Linked DNA regions of Capra hircus: region 1 is linked to region 2. The links are chromatin contacts, called in public Hi-C maps. All regions are on one chromosome and are shown on one strand. Each heading gives the region's core, a stretch centred on a gene start, on an enhancer-like site or on the middle of the called end of the contact. The rest is flanking DNA. Distances are from core to core; before and after follow the strand shown. Region 1 holds the start of STK17B (serine/threonine-protein kinase 17B). Region 2 overlaps HECW2 (E3 ubiquitin-protein ligase HECW2).

Region 1 (3,345 bases), core at 32-2,531, 68 kb after region 2:
AGATAATGATAGCTGAAAAATCCATTTCAGCATGCAGCTTTATTTTTTCTCCATCTTAACTTTAGGCTTGTCAGTCCAACTGTTAGCAACAAGAAAGTATATAGATGAAGGCAATGTTCTCCAAGTGACAAGCTTTAGGGAATAGACACATTAAACTGGGATGAGTCAGTTAAGTAACAAGAAGAGTTCTGTGAGTTATTTTATGTACTTATCTTGGGAAAAATACAGTATGGAAGAGGAAATGGATGGCTTGATGGAAATTTGCTTGGAGAAATCTGTTAAAAAATGATTCCCCTCCCGGTATATGTTCCCAATGTTGTTGATGCTCAGTCACTAAGTTGTGGACTCTTTACAAGCTAATGGACTGTAGACTTTGGGGCTCCTCTATCCATGGGATTTCCCAGGCAAGGATACTGGATTGGGTTGCCATTTGCTTTTCCAGAGGATCTTTCCAGATCAGGGATCGAACCTGTCTCTTCTGCATTGACAGGCAGACTTTACCACTGAGCCACCAGGTTAGCCCTATTTTTCCAATAGTCTTCTACAATTATTAAAATGCCCTTCAACTTTGTCTTCCACGAGACTTGCACATTTTTCTTTCTCTTGAATATATAACAAATCCTGAGTAGCTTGCTGAGGGGCTTTCATCTTTTCCCTTAGCACCCTAAATGCATAAACAGTCATTCATCTTATTTGGACTCTCCTTACACTGACTTCAGCCACGCCTCAGAAGACCTCAATTCGCTGGAGCGGACTTGAGAGGTGGAGCCCACGTTCCATAAATCCCCAAGCGATGTTGATGCTTGCCAAGTTATAGCAAACTGGAGCCTCCACTGGCCGAGTGTGTTCAGGTGATAAGGAAGATGACTGGGAACAGTCTGAAAACAGGCACAGAAGTTTGGGAATGAGTCCGAAGCAGCGACTAATTTTGCTTTTTCCCGGTCCCTAGTTTGCCGATACTCAGTCCTTGTGGATTGACCACTCTGAAGGCCGGGATGCGCTCGGTTGGAGTTACAGCCGGTTGCGCGGTCAGGCTACCGCCCACCTCACTCTTTGCTCGCCGGAATTGCTGGAGCGCCCCACCTGCTGTGCAGCTCCGCCTAGCCTCCTAAGGCCGGCGCCTGCCGCACCCCCTCACCGCTGAGCCCTGCCCCGCAGCACGCGCTGTAGGCCGGCGCTCCGCCCCTCCCGTCACGTGACAGCCCAGCCCTCCGCGTGCGCTTGGATTGGTTCTCGAGACCCAGGGGGTGGGTTCTAGTCTACAGCCCTGCCCCGCAACGCGGCTGCAGTTTTCAAACCTCAACTGTACGCTCCCGTCACCGTCTTCGCCGCCGTAGTCGGGAGCCACCTCACTGGGGAGGTCAGGTCACAACTGTTAGCCGTTGTCCGGAAGGGTAAAAGTGGGTCCTGCCACGCTCGGAGCTGCGCGGCACCTCAAAGGGCTAGAGCTGGAGAACGTGTCCTGTCGTGGCCACCTGCGTGGGGCCGGATTGGAGCCCCCTTGGAGGGGGCAGCCCCGGGAGAACCTGCTGCGGCCCGAGCGGTCAGTGTCTTCCGCTTCGCGCGTCCTCGGTCCTGCTGGGTTTGGCGGGTAGGCTGGGGGCTGCGACTCCAAACCCCCAAGCAGCCCCCTTTACTGGTGGAAAGGAGACCCAGATCGTGGGAGGGGTCCCGAGGAGGGATGCCAGCAGTGTGGGCGGATCCGGGGTCGGCTTAGACCTCCGGTCTGGGGAAGATGGGCTCAGACACCGTCGTCCCCGGGTGGCCCGACTGCTCCGGACCCCTTGCCGCATTCCGGCTGGAGTCCTGCTTCCCTGGTTCCTTTGGGTGCGGCGCTCGGGACGGCGGCTGGACCTCCCAGTACCTTTCTCAGCCAGGTCCGTGTGTGTGTGTGTGTGTGTGTGCTTGTGTGTGTGTGTGTGTGGCCCGGTCTCTTCCCGGGTCTCATTCCGCGGGAACCCCTTCGCCACCGGCTCGCTCGCGTCCTTTCCACGTCGCGTCGACGTGGTCCCTTTGGACCACGAGTGGGACTCCCACTCTGGTCCCTTCCGAGTTCACAGCTGGGGTGTGGGGCCCAGGACGTGTTCACATCTGGACTCATGGACACATCCTGCTCACAGCTGCCTTTCGTCGGGAGAAAGTTTTTGCTCATCTTGTGGGACATTTTCAGTTACTACTTATGAACAGATTTTTTTTAAGTCAGTGAATAGAGAAGTCGAGTTGCAGTTGTTTCCGTGATTTCCTGCGATCTGGTTTTATTTTGACGCCATGTAATACAACTGCGTGACGGCTACGGTTTTGACATTTACTCAACTCTTTGTTTTATATAGGGAAAGCGCTTTATTTGAGTTCTCTTAGAGACGAAGCTGAAAGAGACTGTGGGCAGCTAGTAGCTGATGTTAGTTCTTCCTCTGGCTGTGATGGGACAGAGGCCTTCCAACATCAATCTGCAAATTGAAATTAAGGAAAAGAAAACATTTTAAAGCCACATATTGATAAGATTTCAGTTATATTAGGTCTGTGTCACATTCGCTGATTGTTTTGCCAGCGTGTAATGCTTACATCTCTGGTACTGATGATGTGCGGTGATGTGTGATACCTTGATTGCCCTTATAGATTCTCAAGAGTTTGAGAATGTGTGCCCTGAAACAGCATGGTCTACTGAGATGGCTGGGCAAGTGGCAGCATATATAACCTGGCATTTTGAGCCTGGGCCCACAATCTTATTAAAAGATGATAAACCTACTTTGTCGTTGATTCACCACTGGTTTTATAGTAAATTGTCCAGAAGTAGTTTTCAGCAACTTCCAAAGTGTTTGTTTTACAAATATTAAACCACATGCCCATAAAATGCTGTGTGTTTGAAAAAGTTGGTCCACAGAAACAGTGTCCTAGTTTAAAACTCCTCTTCTTTCCCCTTCACCCTCCTCTGAGCAGATGTTCAGTTTTTAATTTTTTTTTCTGTTTTAATAGCTGAAGTTATTAGTAGCTGCTTTATTCTTGAGGTACCTATCATACATTTTACATCACTTTTCTAAAATATGGACTTGAAATTAAGGTGAGCTATATTTACATGGCAAGATATTCAAGTTTTAAAAGTAAAAATTGTGTTATCGAAGTCCTTTCATTTTTGTGTGTGGACAGAATAGTTGTAGATTCTCTTGGGCTCATTGAAAACAGAATTACCGGTTGGCTAAGATAGAATCCGGCTTCCCTTATAGCTTCAGTTGGTAAAGAATCCACCTGCAATGCAGGAGACCATGGTTCAATTCCTGGGTAGGGAAGATCCCCTGGAAAAGGGATAGTCTACTCACTCCAGGATTCTTGGGCTTCCCTGGTGGCTCA
Region 2 (3,092 bases), core at 53-2,552:
AGCAGTGGAGGAATGACTTGGAAACTGGGTCGTCTGGACTGAGTGTGGCAGGAAATTGCATGGTCTGCTTGCCTCTTGGGCTTCTGTCTGCCCAGACATTGCTTCTTTAAGAGGGGAGCCATAGTGCTGCATATTCTTCAGTGTATTATTTTCTTCTGAATTAAAAGTTTCAGCAACTAAAGCTTGTTGGTGTCAGAAGTTAGCTACGTAGACTATTGTGTTCACATAGGACATCCTGGGCCATTCACTTCTTTTTCTTTTTATTGAAGTAGAGTTGATTTATAATAGTGTGTTAGTTTCAGGTTTACATTCACTTCTTAGTACCCAAAACAAGTAAGGAAATAATGGCCTGGGTCAAAAGAGGATGTTTACACTGTGATTGCCTCTGTTTTTTTGTCCTCCATGGCCAACTCTATAAAAGGCACCTTTCTTTAAGAAAGAATGAGTTCATTATATGCAAGATGCCTTCTATATGACATTACTCATCCGTCTTGCAAAGCCATACTTGGACTAGGGAGGGGGTGTGTGCAAACAGTTTTAGTTTGGGGATTTAAGTACAGGTGAGCTCTTCCTATGGTATTTGTACTTAGGCAAATGCACGAAACTAGGGGGGAATGAGATCTGAAAGGTTTTTTTGAGTCCCTACTTATAAAATAACCAGCAGCTCTTACATCTGACTGATCTAGAAGTTGTTTTGGGTCCTGGCCTTGACCAATGTTTCCTCAAATATTTGTAAGGCTTCAAGTAAAACTAAGGTGTTGCTTGTTTTTGTCTAAAGGGAGATATTTGCAGGATAACCTAACCCAAACCATGCTGAAGAAAGGTGCTTCTATTTCTAGGCTTTGGCTTGGTATCTCCAGGTAAAACTTTGTCATATTAATTGCTCACAAAATCCCTGCTCACCTATCACTTCTTTAGTGGCTCAAGAACTAATGCCTTGCTGCTACAAATGTGAGAGTGAATCAGAAGGTGTGTAGACCATGTGTGCCTGAACCAGCTTGTAAGAAAGAAAACCTTTCTGTCTTCCAGAAAACGTGTAGGAAATGACAGTCAGACTTCCCAATGCCACTGTCCTCTTTCATTTTATAGTCTGCTTCCTTTGGGATACTTTGTTTTTGGTAATTTTTAGTTGAACATAAAGAACCAGAGAATAAAATTATTTAAGAAATATTGGATGCCACTAACAACTTGGGTGGTGTCAGCCCAGCAACGTGATGGTGTTTAAAATGCCTTATCAGCATTTCATGGGGCTGAAGACCCACCCTAAAGACATCTGTGCTTATTCCAAAATGCCCTCAGATGCAGCTGTTGTGTGGCTACACACCCGTTGTCCGGAGTTTCTGTATTTCCGTGCCAAGTCTTTAGCTATGGAACCAACCTAACTGGCAAAACAGGAATGTAACAAATGATCCCTGTGATATGAGTCATAGTAACTATTTATATGGAAGAGGTTGCTAAGACATTACAGGAAGCACATGCATAAGGTATCTTACTGGGACAGGTCTTATTGAATTAGGTAGACGTATGTAATTTGTAATCAACAACCTGCTCTCAGATATGTGGTTCTAAATTTCAGATTATAATCAAATCAAACTTTAAAAATGTCTTCACTTTAGAGTAACTCTATCAGTGCTGCTGGAGTTTAAAAAAAAAAAAAAAAAAAAAAGAGCAGATAAAAGCCTGACCAGTTGAGGAAGATACATTTTCCTCCTAGACCGAGATACATTGCCTCCAGGCCAGGGCTCATGGCTTCCTGCTTAGTAGCTGTGACCACTCCTGAAGATTTCATACACCCTAGGATATTATTGTGATTTTACCTTTTCTTGAAATGATCTTCACTAAAGAAGAGGATTTAGAGTAAGCTAGGGTTTTTAATAAAGTAACATTTTCCTCCTACTTTCTTCTGTAACAGAGGTTGGCAAACTTTTACCGTAAAGAGCCATATAGTAAGGATTTTCAGCTTTTCAGGCCATTCCATGTTGTACCTCTCATTTTGCCATTACCTACTCACTTTGCCATCATAACAGCCCCAGACAACACATAAACAAATGAGCATGGCTGTGTTCCAATAAAAGTTTTTTACAAAGTGAGGGCCTGGACCAGACTTGGCCTGCAAGTCACAGTTTTCCGACCTCTCCTCTATAAGCAATGTTGTGTTTAGTCCTGATGAACGTTTTAAATATATTGAAGAGTGGACTGTAAAGAGTAATGAACATCACACGCAGGGTCAGGAAACCTGTGTCAAGGCCTGGATCCTCCACTGCAGCTTTCATTTGATACAAGTCAGTGATTTCCTTCAGCCCCAGTCATCTCCTCAGTGAGGTGAGCGGATGGACAAAATGACCACTAAGATACTTTTGATTGGCATTCTCTGTTTCTGAAAAGACACAGGGCTCGGCTGATGTAATTCATCATCAGTAGGAAATTTAGAGAGAAGTTTTGCGTCCACAGGGATCTAGGTAGACTAGAATCATGAATTCAGTCTCACAAAGTGAAATTTAGTATGGCAAGTATTAATATTAGTGTCTAGTGCTTAGGTTTTAAAAAGATAGAGCGACGTGCAGACAGGGTGGGAGAGTCCTAGTTTAAAGCAACATAGGTGAAAGGTTTGAGCTGATGACTAGCTTGTGATGAGTCAACAAAGTAAAGTGACTGCCCACAAGGCAGGGTGATATTAAGCTGCAGTAGTGGAGAAAAGTGTCCAAGAAGAGAGGTCAAGAGCCGTAAGTTTTTGCTGACAAGACCACACCTTGAGTATTGTGATCAGTAGAGACACACCCCTTAGGTCAAACTTTGACACTTGGAGAGTGTTCAGAGCAGAGGACCAACATGACAAGGAAATTCCGTGCCCTGCCTTGAGAGGAGGTTGTTCATGAGTGAGGAGGGGACAGGCACCAGGAGTATAGACACTGCTGGACTTAGAATCTTGTAGAAAATGACGTAAAAATAAAACTTTGCATCTTTAGCATCTAGATTAGTACCCCAAACCTAATAGGCACTCACATATTTGTTGAAGGAGAGCCTCTAAATGTGTCAAGAATGTTCAAGTGGAAGAAGTAATCTACTTGTTCTTGGTGATGTCAGAGACCAGA

The links. A called contact is a pair of places that touch in the nucleus more often than the background predicts.
Region 1: a Hi-C map of blood shows a contact between it and region 2, with 2.6 times the contacts expected there. The contact joins the promoter of STK17B here to the enhancer-like site in region 2. A contact is called at or near these places in 2 of 5 Hi-C or Micro-C datasets (both in blood).

The regions. Positions count from the first base shown.
Region 1 is chr2:51,276,055-51,279,399 of ARS1.2, forward strand. STK17B (serine/threonine-protein kinase 17B) reads left to right here and starts at 1,282. Exons shown (of 8, transcript XM_005676292.3): 1 at 1,282-1,543.
Region 2 is chr2:51,208,434-51,211,525 of ARS1.2, forward strand. All of the region lies in intron 21 of HECW2 (E3 ubiquitin-protein ligase HECW2), which reads left to right. Among named protein-coding and RNA genes, the nearest start is that of STK17B, 67 kb to the right of the region's middle. Within about 2 kb of position 1,303, at least 3 of the 5 cell types and tissues checked have an H3K27ac peak or open chromatin away from gene starts, as enhancers often do.